2 separate regions of the Mus musculus genome follow, and region 2 is linked to region 1. The links are chromatin contacts, called in public promoter capture Hi-C maps. All regions are on one chromosome and are shown on one strand. The core of a region is the stretch at or near the end of the contact, and the rest is flanking DNA. Distances in the headings are between cores, read along the strand shown. Region 1 holds the start of Tcn2 (transcobalamin 2). Region 2 holds the start of Pla2g3 (phospholipase A2, group III).

What was found. Promoter capture Hi-C pulls out the DNA fragments that hold promoters and counts their contacts.
Region 2: a promoter capture Hi-C map of neural stem cells shows a contact between it and region 1. The contact joins the promoter of Pla2g3 here to the promoter of Tcn2 in region 1. A contact is called at or near these places in 6 of 39 promoter capture datasets (the 3T3-L1 cell line, the C10 cell line, the HPC-7 cell line and 3 more), 2 of 15 datasets of contacts at CTCF or cohesin (the NIH/3T3 cell line and large pre-B cells), 1 of 484 Hi-C or Micro-C datasets (cerebellar granule neurons), 4 of 115 datasets of contacts at active chromatin or transcription factors (bone marrow-derived macrophages, embryonic stem cells, kidney and 1 more) and 2 of 9 other capture datasets (embryonic stem cells and macrophages).

What each region holds. Positions count from the first base shown.
Region 1 is chr11:3,928,942-3,935,243 of GRCm38.p6, reverse strand. Tcn2 (transcobalamin 2) reads left to right here and starts at 3,200. Exons shown (of 10, transcript NM_015749.3): 1 at 3,200-3,268; 2 at 3,657-3,851. The coding sequence starts at 3,788.
Region 2 is chr11:3,484,223-3,490,524 of GRCm38.p6, reverse strand. Pla2g3 (phospholipase A2, group III) reads right to left here and starts at 2,298. Exons shown (of 7, transcript NM_172791.2): 1 at 1,672-2,298; 2 at 631-763; 3 at 248-382. The coding sequence starts at 2,173.

The DNA of each region.
Region 1 (6,302 bases), core at 1,951-4,450:
TTCTCTGTCCTCATTTGTTCCCTCTCACATTACTCTTTTACCTCCCACTCCTTCCTGGTGCCCACCTCCCTATAGTCCCCTCCTGATCTCTATCCCTCTTTGCTCTCTTCAGACCTTTCCAGTAGTCAGGTCTCAGGAAATTCCTTTTTGCAAACTCTGGCATTTAGCTAAGCCAGCATTTCCTCAGAGACTTAAGAGAGTTCCTATTGACTGAAAGGAGTCATTGTCCTGATCTCTGACAAAAGGGACACATGGCTCGTCTGTTGCCCTATGCCTGTGGTGCTCATCAGCATTTCCTACTACCTCTAGTCTCTCTCAGTCCCTGATCACAAGTACCTGTTATGGAGCCATCTTGGCTGGCACACCCCTACTCTAAACCTCTCCCATCCCCAAGCCTTTCCTTCCACCTGTCTTCTCCTCTCTTTTCTCCTATCTAATTCAGCCATTTTGGCTACCCATTCTCTTGGCGCTCTTGGCCTCTTGGTCCTTGGCTTCTCTCTCTGCCCCATCTTTCTTTTACTCTCCCCTCATCTCTTCTCGTGACCTAGTTCAGTCTGAAACCTTCCAGATGCCCTTGGCTGTGCGCTCCCTCATATCTACATTAAAAACCTTCTCCATCATCACTAGAAGTGGTCATGTGCTCATTTTCCATCTGCTTCTATGAACTTTTGTAACACTGTGTATCTTTTAAAGATTTATTTATTATTATATGCAAGTAGACTGTAGCTGTCTTTAAACACATCAGAAGAGGGCGTCAGATCTCATTACAGATGGTTGTGAGCCACCATGTGGTCGCTGGGAGTTGAACTCAGGACCTTCAGAAGAGCAGTCAGTGCTCTTAAACGCTGAGCCATCTCACCAGCCCCAACAGTGTGTATTTATTTATTTATTTATTTATTTATTTTGGTTTTTTGAGACAGGGTTTCTCTGTGCAGTCCTGGCTGTCCTGGAACTCACTTTGTAGACCAGGCTGGCCTTGAACTCAGAAATCCGCTTGCCTCTGCCTCCCAAGTGCTGGGATTAAAGGCTCGCACCACCATCGCCCGGCAACACTGTGTATTTTTATTACACAATGAATGTTCTCCGTGTACCTGCATGGGTCCACATTTGTTCCGCCCGTTCTTCTCATGCGGTCTGTGTGCCTACATGTGGATTTTTCTCCTTGGGATTATATTTCTAACCATGGGCTATGTTCTAGCCCATTCACCCATGAACACTGGGGGTGTTGACCTTTTGTGTCTGGGAGGGTCCCCACGAAGGACCTGTGGACTGTTTTTCATGGGCAAAGGTCACTGAAGGTCAGAGGGAAGGTGGGGTTGAGTCAAAGGTCAACCAAGGAGATTCTGGTGGACATTCAAAACCACCAGGGCTGTGTGGGAAGTCAGCCTCAGGTCTGGACAGCTCAGGGCTGTGTGGGAGGTCAGCCTCAGGTCTGGACAGCTCAGGGCTCCTGAGAGTCTGTTTTCTTAGAAACTGGAAAGTTAAGGCAGGTGTGGAATGTGAGGTCCAGAAATTCCTTCCTTGCAGCTCCTGGCCGTGGTCAGAGTTATGTAGCAGCCCAGACTAGACTGGGGGGCTTCATTCTTACTAAAATGTTTTTGAATAGCAAAAGATTGAGAACCTATGATGTTAGGGGAAGAAAAAGAAATCTCCATTTTAAAAAAGTCGTAAACCCTCAAAGATTATCAGTTATCGGGACACTATCCTGAGTGCATGGCCTCAGGAGAAGCACAGTTTCCTGGTGACCTTAGCACAACTGACTCCATGATGAAAGTATCATTCAGGCTGTAAAACTCAGCATGTAGACAGCACCACCTGCCAAAACAAAACAAAGACCTAGCCCATCAAAGTCCACAGTTCTGGGAAAGTCTGAATGTACTAACCTTGCTTTTTGGCTTCTCTAATTCCATTTCTGGCTAACTGTTTTTGTTAATTGAAATGTGTCAACCCAGGACATGGTTTTTGTGCTTCAAGGCTCACCCTGAGAAAGTCTAGGGACTACGCAGGGATCCCAGACACCCAGTGTAGTCAGTGCCGGCGAATAAGGACTTCTATTGGCTCAAACTCACATTCGAGCAGTCTTCTCTGGTGAGCACCCACAACACTGGAGCCTCTTCTCCCTGCAAAATGCACGTGCATGCGGACTTCCCGCCTTACTCCGAGCTAATTACTGCTTCTCCCTTCCCTGCCTCTCTCCTTCCTTCACTTCTTTCTTCCTTCTCCCCATCTTATGTCTCCCTGAGTTTTGAGATGAGGTCTCAGTAGCCCAGCCTGGCTTGGAACTTGGAATGATTCTCCTGCCTCAGTCTCCCACATTCTAGATATAGGTGTGCACCAAGAGCCATACTTGGCTCCCCACCGCCTCTTCTTCCAGCTTCTCTTCCTCCTTTTAAAGAGATAGGGTCTCATGGTTACTCAAGCTGGCTGCCAGTCAGTCCTACTTCAGTCTCCTGAGTGGCTGGGGCTAGAGGTGTGCACCCCACATGTGACCCCCGCATTATGATAGAGTCCTTTGTCTTTTTCAGTTTCTCTGACAACATGACCTAGGCCAGCAACAACACATGCATTACGTTAATTACTGCTAATTAATAACTGCTATCCAGGTCCATATATATCTGTGTTGGGTCTTAGCTTGTGATAATTACCCTGGCACAAAAATAGATTCTCTTGAAAGTGTGACCTTTGACAGTTTGCTATAAAAATAGTTGTAACAAACATCTCATTTGAAGATGACTAGAGGCATGTTACGGTCTCAACATCTTCACAAGTGGAACTGGGAAATTGCTGCTAGGATAATATTGTTTAACCCTCTCTCTCTCTCTCTCTCTCTCTCTCTCTCTCTCTCTCGAGAGAGAGAGAGAGAGAGAGAGAGAGAATAACTTGAAACTCAGAGAGGTCACCCATCGCTGCTAGATTCATCCTTCGAGTCTCCAGTGGGGCTGGGCAGATAAGCAATGTTTTTTTTCTGCCAAGATGTCTTTAAGCGACGTTCCTAGTTCAGGGCAAGTAGCCCTGCAGCCCTGCTCCCAAAGGTTTTGCAACTTGCTAGATTCACTTGTTCTTCAACTTTCGCTGTCGCCTCAAGGAAACCCAGGCTGTGTCTGGTTGATTGAGACTTGTTTGTCTGGGCCGGGTCCAGCAGCTGCCCCGCCTCCTTGGCAGAACAGCTGACGCCAGAGAGCTCCGTCACGTGATCACCACAGTTTCCCAGCTCTGACCCCGAGAGTCAAAGTAAGTACTTTCCAGGGACTCCTGTGAAGTGCACCCGGTAGGTACTCTAGTCCTGAATGTCTGCAGCCAGAGCAGCAACGGTGCGGGTGTGCAGGCAGGGGTGGGGTGTGTGTGTGTGGGCAGGGGGCTGGGATGTGCGGGGGGCGGGGGGGGGGGAGGGCGCGGGGCGGGTGTGCAAGCCGGGGCAGGGCGGACCCCGGCGAGCACTGTCAGATAGACTTGGGACAGATTAGGCACCAGGCTTTCTGTGCTGCTTCCGGGGTCTTTAAAGCGTTCGGGACAGATAAGGTTAGCTTTGAGTTGCCCCACGGAGTCCCTTTTTGTTCTCATCTGGAGGACAAGCAGCTCTGCCCTTCCTTCCTTCCTCTGTTCTTTGGCCTCCTGCCCCATAACAGACCTTTCCCCCTTTCTCTCTGCTGATTTAGCAGCGTGCTTCCGGCTGTTGGAAGGACAATTAATCAGTGAAGCTGCCTCTTCCTAAGCAAGACAACAGTTGCAGTCAGACAAGCCCTCAAGGTGAGACCCAGGAGTCTCCCACCTCCCACCTGTGCCTGCCATGGAGCTCCTGAAGGCGCTGCTGCTCCTTTCTGGAGTCTTTGGGGCTCTTGCTGAATTCTGTGGTAAGTAACCAACCCGTGTCTGGACCCTGGGGTGGGGGGAGAAGGGCAGGGGAGCGGGGATATATGTGTGTGTGTGGGGGGGGGCTGTCCTTGTCCATTGGGGAAATTGGAAACTGGAAGTGGGGGATGGAGAAACTTACCTGCCCCTCAGGTCTCCCACAGCAGTTTTTAACAGGACCTTAGTGCTTGGGCATGCTGAATGGACACGTGCCCCCTGTCCCCGACAGGGTCTCCCCAGTTCATCCAGCAGTTTGTTCATTTACTCGGTGCACATGGGGCCTCTCTGAGATAGGTTAATAGGCCCGGTGTTTAGTTTGGAGAAAGGGTCAGGAGTACACAAGACTTGTCCCAGCTCTCCTAGGGTTTATGCTCTATGAAAGGGGCAAAAGGGGTGCCAAATTGGGTTACCGTGAGTGATGCAAAACAAGTCACCCTGAGGCAACAATAGAAAGCCACGGGGGTCCGTCGAATCAAAGAGAAGGATGGGAAAGGATGTCCAAAGACTAGAAGGACTAGAAGGCTTTGGGAAGAAGTCCCAGAGGGAATGGATGGGGGGGGGGGGCGGCGGCAAACATTCCAGGTACTTGAAGGTTCTCCCTGACTGCTCCAGATAGTCATCCCAGGGCTATAGTCCTCCAGAGACCTCTTATAGATTCTAGGGACCTCTCAAAACGTGATTGTGACCTTTAGGTTATAGGTTCAGGCACAGTCATACCCGGGGATCAGGCAGAAAGCAGGGGTGTCTCATCTCTCCCCTTCCTCCCGGGTACCCTGATTATCTGGTCTCAGGTGAACTCGGGCAAACCTTAAGCACGGATCAGAGAGATGATGCCCCAGCTCAAGATAACAGAACTGTACTGGATCCAGTTCTTGGGACCTGAGGCTAGCACCTTCCATAGGTGCCTAGACTCTCTGGCCATGTCCTGTTAAAGCTCCTTATCCTTGGGTCCCTGGTTGCTGTCTGGACAGTCCTCAGGGATTCCCACCTCAGCCTTGAGCTGTTAGCCCCAATGCCTGACCACAGGAGAGTTCCTCCCTTCACCATCATGAGAACTTTGGGGGCTTGGGTCCCAAAGTTCCCATTGGGTCCCTTCCCCAATGCTGTGACTTTTGTGAAGTGAGCCGAGACTGTTCCTCCTTCCTTCCTCCTTGGCGTGGTGTGAGGACACCACACTTGCGTCATCAGCCAAGGCTCTGTGTGCAATGAAATGAATAGGTCTGATCTCTAAAGTACACAGAGAGGACTCCAGGCTTCTGAATGCCTGTCAGTCAGTCAGTGAGAGGGCTAGACAACCCTGTGCACAGGATGCCTTAGTGCACGAGTGTGTGTGTGTGTGTGTGTGTGTGTGTGTGTGTGTGAGATAGGGCTGTGTAAGTCAGGGTACTGAAATGCAGTGGCTCACAGCCTTCCTAATGGTGCAACCCTTTAACACAGTTCCTCATGTCGTGGTGACCCCCAACCATCAAAATACTTTTGTTGCAGCTTCCTAACTGTAACTTTGCTACTGTTACGAATCGTAATGTAAATATTTTTGGAGAGAGAGGTTTGCCAAGGGGCTCTCGGCCCACAGTTTGAGACCCACTGTTCTAGCAGTGCAGCAGAACCAAGGAGTGTGTGTTTTGAAACACTGGCTTACAGGATGTGATCATGGTAGCCCAGCAATGGCTGTCTCTTGATGGAAAAAGGCTGAGAATCCCATAGTTATTCAGTCTGTGGGGCTGGTTATCTCTGCAGATTCAGTCTGGTGCTGGAGTCCTGGGGGAGTCCTGGGGAGCTGATGGTCTTCCATGTATGTTGGAACCACGAAGAAGGGAGACTTTAATACCAGCCACAGCAACAGGGTAGATGAACTTGCCACTGAGGGTGAGGGCAAGCAGGCAAAGGCAACGTCTCCTCCTTTACCTTATCTGGGCTGCCATCCAAAAGTTTGGGCCAGATTTAGAGTGTGTCTCTCAACTTCCAATTGTAATCTCATTAAGAAAACTCACAGAAGTACCTGGCAGCTTGGGGGTTGGTTGATTCCAGATGCAGTCAAGTTGACAAGGAAGATTAGCCATCCTAGCAGCATTGCCTGAAGCCACTTTGACTAGTTTGAGTGAATCTGCCTGGCTCCTTCCTTCTAGAGAGGGTAAATTGTGGTTATCTGCCTCCTATAGGCTGTGCCTTACCTTATCTCTTACTCGGGATGGAGGTCAGAGCCGGGGGTGGGGTCTCTGGGCTCCCTCACTAATTCCAAAGAAGAGCAGAAGAGCAGAGCTCTGTTGCTGAGATAGAGCTCAGGTGCCTGCCTACCATGAACAAAGCCCTGGTTTGAGTCTCCAGCATTGTACAATCCAGGTGTGGTGGCATACACCCGGAACCCCAACATGTGGGGAGTAGAGGCAGGAAGACCAGGAATTCTAAGGTCATCCTCAAGGACATATTGAGTTTGAGGCCAGCCTACAATACAG
Region 2 (6,302 bases), core at 1,049-3,548, 440 kb after region 1:
CGGGACCTCTGGAAGAGCAGTCAGTGCTTTTAACCACTGAGGTATCTCTCAAGCCCTCTCTGCCAGTTTCATCAGTCCCCCTCCTACTAGGTTGTGGGAAATACCCCAGAAGGGTGCAAAGCCCTAGCCCTGCCCTGACCGAAGGACAATGCATGGGTGCTGGAGGACAAACAGACCTCCCTCCCTGGTCTTAGAGCCCAGGTTGCCCTGCTGGTCGGGCAAGGACTCCAGTGGGGCAGCCACATACCCGCCCCACCAGTTCCAAGCCACACAGGCCTCCTGCTCCTTCAGCACAAAGCAGGGGATCTCCAGCACGTTGAAGAAGGCCACGCCCATGATGTCGGAGATGGAGTCACCCTGGCTCCTCAGGCACTGTTGAAACCTGTCCCCAGAACCAGAATTCAGGTCCAAGGACCCCGGAGAGCCTCCTGGGAACTTTTGCAGCCCACCCTACCAAAGGATCCTTCCTGCTCTAGAGCCTCAGTTCGGCCCACCTGCACGGAGGGTGGTTGGAAGAAGGGGCCCCAGCTGCTGGTCTTTAGAACTCTCTGGGTCCCTGGTGCCTAGACCCAAGAACCGGGTAACTCTACTCTGTCCCCGAGCCTCAGGCCCTCTCTTTCTGCTGCCAACCTGGCGTCACAGTCGCAGTGAGAGATGGTGTGGAAGCGGAAATTTCGGATGCCATAGTTATACTGCAAGGGCGAAATGGTTTGTGGGCACTGATCGTGTTCCCGGCAGCAGAGGTCAGGGCCGTGGAACACGCCTGCATGGAGAGAAAGGGAACAAAGTGGAGCAGGGGCCTGGATGCTGTGAAGCAGCTCATATATGCCTACCTTGTATAGCAAACGGCCCTCCGCAGTCCAGCTCATGGCCAGGGCAGGGCGCTTGTTGTCCAGATACAGGGCCCTCACAGCTCCAGAGTTCTCAGAGAAGACCACAGGCTGGCAGCCTCCTTTGCCTGGTCCAAACAAGGGAGCCCACCCACCAGCTTCTGGACTTGTCTTCCTCAGAGCTGACTCACAGAGTTCCCAAGCTCACACCCAAATAAAACTCCAGATAATGAAAGTGTGTGTTATGGAATGATAGTCAGGCCAGGCACAGTCTTTCCTCTGGCACAGCAAGAACATCTTGGGTGGCCAAGATGCCATCCTGCCTGCTCAAGCCTAGTCCTCCAGCAGCATTCCTTGCAGATATACAGCATTCAACCACAGTTCGAGCAATGGCGCCCTTTGTTGTGATGTTTACATGAGCGGAGTTCACAGCAGCCCCCAAAGGGAAGTGGCTCTTTATCTTCTAGATAAGGAACTTGGAGCTTCAAGAAGTGTCAGCTTGAATATGCTGAGCTGTACCCAGGTCTTTGGAGCTCTTGCCACTGAAGAACCTCATGGGTAGAGGTTGTTTAGAGCAGTAGAATCTGGATCCTCCTCAATCTACCTCCTCCCTCGAGTGATTCATGGGTTTGAGTAAGACCTTTCACATCCATGACGTCACTTAAGTGTCTCATGAAGAGCTACTCATATTCATACCCATTTTACAGATTTAAAAAATGAGGTTAAAGTGCCTATGTCACTTCTCCAATAACACAGCCTGGAAGAATGGGAGCCAGGCTGGAGTCCAACACCCCACCCCACATATACATACCATACACCTACCCAAACCCCGGGGGCTCACCCAGTTCTGAGGCATTTTCAGCAGAGTTCCCAACACCGCACCACAGCGTGCCAGGAATGGTCCAGCCTCTCCTCCTTCGACGGTGCTCTCTGTCAGGTGCTCCACTCTGCTCTATTGCTCGCTTCTCCCTGGCTCCTGTAGGACTATCCTGAGACCTTTGACATGCCTCCCACTGGCTCTGCAGAGTGGCCAGTGCTCTCTGCAGCGCAGGTCCAGGGGTTTGGATGAAGGAGTGCTGCAAAGGCTCATGAGCACAGAGGGCCCTGAACGCTGTGATAAGTTCAGATTCATCCTGCCTGATACAAACCTGCAGCCTGTGGTGTGTATCCCAGAAGGCCTGGAATAATGCCAGGCCTTGGGCATCTTTGCCCAAGAAGCTCAGGGAGCCCAGAGGGTTACCAGGGATGGGCTGGACCAAATGGCAGGAGGTACTGTCCCAGTGACGGGTATGGGAGCCCTCTAGGAAAGCCAGCACTCCTAGAAGTACCCCCAGGACCCCCATTCTACTCTAGTCCAGCCTGGTCAGACAAAGCCCCGGGATGCCTGCCTTTGACTGCCCCTGAGGCAGCTGCTGAGGCTCCAGCGGAAGCGATGCCCAGCAGCCCCTGGGTGTCAGGGCCAATGAATGGAGCCTAGGGAGGAGGAGGAAGGCTGGTGTATGGGGTGATATTGGGCTTGTAACCGAATCCACCGGCTGGGCAGGCTGCTGATTGGCTGAGGGATGCATTGCTGAGCCCACGCCTCCACTCATCGTGTCCGCGGAGCTGTCCAGTCACCTGCCCCGGGCTGCCCTGGAAGCATCTGTGGGAGCCAAAGCCTTGGACTATGAGGGTGAGGATGGAGGAGGGAGGTCAAGGGGGAGCTTTATCCCCTTTGGAGCCAGAAGAGAGTTCAGGGACTTAGAGGAGACCTCCAGAACCTGTCCTTGTACTCCTAACCCAGTTGCAACTACCACACCCAAGTCTATGAGATTGGCAAGAGGCCATGGACTTCAGTTAGGGCGGGTGAAAGAGGCCAGGGCACGGCTGGGGCTCTGGAGCCCACCTTGGGAGTTCCCAAATCTTCTGGGAAAAGAAGGTTGATTCTGGTGCTCTTTGCAAGTCCTGGTTCTGAGAAAGGCTGTTGGGATTCTCCAAAGAGAGTGCCACAGGATCCCTGCGACTTCCAGCACAGGTCTGGTCCAACGCCATACTCCTGTCTGATGGTTGGGATACATAACCAGAGTAGGACCTGATAGTAACCTGGAGCAGGACTGGCACTGGGGATTTAAAAGATAAGGTCCCCAAATAAGTATAAAATGGCTCAGGGGGCCAGGTCCTTCTATTCTTGGAGTATGACGCCCAGAAGGAATCATGTGTCCCACCCCCCCCAAGAGGCTTACGTCTCTGTATCATGGAGGGGGCTATACTCAGCACTGTTTCCCATGTCCCCAAGCTGATGTGTTATTTTGCTTCCAACCATCTGGTGAAGCTAGTAGTTATACCCATTATATAGATGAAGAAACTGAGCCCAGCTGGCTGTTATGTGCACACCTTTGATCCCAGCACTTAGAAGGCAGAGGTGGGCAGATCTCGGTGTTTAAGGCAAACCTGGTCTACATAATGAGTTCCAGGACAGCCAAAGCCACAAAAACCCTGTCTCAAAAACAAACACACAAACAACAACAGCAGCAGCAGCAACAACAACAACAGTCAAGATAGGAAGAAACTGAAGCCCCAGAGTGATGTAAAAATAATTCAAACGACACTCAGGTCCCCACAGGGCTGAGAGAGTTTAAAGGCGCAAATTGGGGCTAGCTGGAGCAGTCCCCCTCAGCTGCCATGCTACACTCTGCAGGAAGTCAAGTCCCGTCGAGGCAGAGGCAGAGCCAGTGTAGGAAGGGAGCAGAGAGTCCGCTTCAGCCATGAGGCCTATCTTTGTGGCTTCAGAACTAGCCCTGACCTGGAGGTAATAGCCGAGGATTAATGAAAAGAGAATTATTTAACCCAGGTGCCAAACCCCTCTCCTGAGGTTGAGAAAGATGTGGTGGCAGTGAGAGAAGAGGGTGTGGGCACAAGCCAAGGTTTTAAAAAAAGCACAGTAGTGGTATTCGCTGTTGTCGTAGGACCTGCCATCCAGCTCGGCTCCCTTTTCCACATTCCACAGCCTTCCTTGCCCTTCACTGGGAAGGCTGGATGGACTCACATCAAGAGCCCAGCTTTGGAAAGATCAGACAGACCCAACTGGAACAGTGTGAGCCTGGCCTTAGAAACCTACAGCTCTGGCCCTCAGCTTCCTCTTCTGCATGACCGGGACGTTCCTGATCCCTGTTGTTACTCACAGGCATTAGGTAAGACTCTTACCATAAGCATAGCGTCCGTCCGCTGTGAAAACACTCACTAACACCCCAGGGTAGCAGGAAGCAGCCTAACTAGGAGAAAGCAAACCCTAAGGTTTGGGGGCCTCTGAATCTATATCTACCCAGTTTGGGACAGGGACTGTGGGAGGGACTGTGGCCAGGGCGCTGCCTCACTAGGGAACTTTGTCCTCTTCAGGTCTTTGTTTTTCTCCTCTGTAGAGGCAGGTTCTGAGGGAGGATCTTTGAGATCTCTTCCTGTCCACCCCATGGGAAGGCAGGCTAGGGTGGCAACAGACTGCAAGGGAGGCAGGCACTCACTGTTTCTCTTCTGACTCCACGTGGGGGACACATCGGTCAGTCTATGGGACAGGAGATGTACCTTGTTTCTCATCAGTGTGTCCCTCAGAAGACAGAGGGTCCAAAATGAGTGGATAAGACCCGGGATGGGGAGCGAGCTTTTCTCTGAGCTTCCACCAACCTGGGATGGAGACTGAGTCACAGCAGGGAATAAGGAGAGGATGTCTATCCAGGAAAGCTCTTTCCTTCCTGTCTGTATCACCCTGTCCCTCTCCCCCTCTTTTCTTTTTTAAGTGGGGTCATTTCTAGCCTAGGCTAGTGTTAGGCTTGGAATCCTCCTGCCTTAGCCTTTCAAATGCTGAGATTATCCTGTGTGCACCCTCACTGTGAACACCACCACTGTGCACACTGTTAGCCATACACACCATCAGTGTACACACCATCACTTTTGGTATGTATGTATGTATGTATGTATGTATGTATGTATGTATTTATTTATTTAATATGAGTACACTGTAGCTGCCTTCGAAAGAGGGCATTGGATCCCATTACAGATGGTTGTGAGCCACCATGTGGGTGCTGGGATTTGAACTCAGGACCTCTGGAAGAACAGTCAGTGCTCTTAACTGCTGAGCCATCTCTCCACCCCCACCCCCACTTTTGGTTTCTTGAGAGACCTAACTTACTTCATTCCCTTTCAAGGCTAAAGGCACAGAGAGCAATCTCTCTCTCTCTCTCTCCCTCTCTCTCTCTCTCTCTCTCTCTCTCTCTCTCTCTCTCTCTGTCTCTCTCTCTCTCTCTCCCCGTTCTGGTTTTTTGAGACAGGATTTCTCTGTGTAATAGCCTTGGCTGTCTGTGGACTAAACTTACAGAGATCCTCCTGCCTCTGCCTCCCAAGCGCTGGGATCAAAAGAGTGCACCACCATGTCCTGCTTGCAACCTGTCATATTACTGTCACCTTTTTACAATGGCCTGTCCTGTCCTACATTTGTCCTGAATCTGGAGCCACCTTAGATTCAAGAACAGCAGATTCCTGAAGGACAGACCACCCCACAGAGAAGGGGGTATCTATGATGCTAGGTAATCGTTCCAAGGCTTTACCTTGGATATGAACGAACTTCAACGGAGAAGTGGTCTCAAACAAATAAGAGCTCTTTTGGACCACTTTGTACACCCAGATCTGAATAACAGATCTGCTTCCCATACCTTGAGCAGGATTGCTCAGGCACACAGATCTCTTGTGCCAGTTCTTCCTCAGTGTAAACCTAAAGGTTGTGCCAGCACTGGAAGGCGAATTTACAAATGACTGAACCCCTCGCCTGTCCTTTCCAATGTCTTGGTTATATATCTTTTCTCTGGTACTTGCTGTTACTTGTATCTTTGGGGCTTTTGTTTTGTTGGAGAGAGGGATTAGAGTTGTACCTCAGACTGATCTTGAAGTCAGTGCCATAGCCTAGGCTGGCTTGCAACTTGCAGAAATCTATCTGCTTTGGCCTCCCAAGTGCTGAGACCATGGTGCACATAGAGGGAGTACATCTTCCCAGGACCTACAGATGCTCCACTGTCCCTCTCAACTCCTGTCTCCCCATCTCAGAGACTTCCTCTGATTTAGCCTGAATGGTGTCTCCCTCTGGCCTTCAGAGCTGGCGCTCCCAGCTTTACCCAGAAGGCGCCATGTGCTCTGTGCTTGGAGAATGGGACGGGCTGTGCCCAGCTTCAGAGCATGCAATTCACTCAGAAACAAAAAGTCATTGCATTTACTGCGTGCCAGGCACTGAATGAGACCCTGGAGAGAGTGTGCTTCTGAGAGCTGGGGAGGGGAAGAACAGCGCGAGCGAGCTCAGGGCGAGAGGGACAGGAAGGGAACACAGCCCTGGGAGAATGGAGGCTGGAAGTGGAAGAGGGGCTGGAGCCTAGTGTCAGTTGGCTCCAGAAAGCTGCTGCCAAGACCGAGTTAGAAGCAGAGGAGATTTATTTGTGGAAATACTTGGAAAAG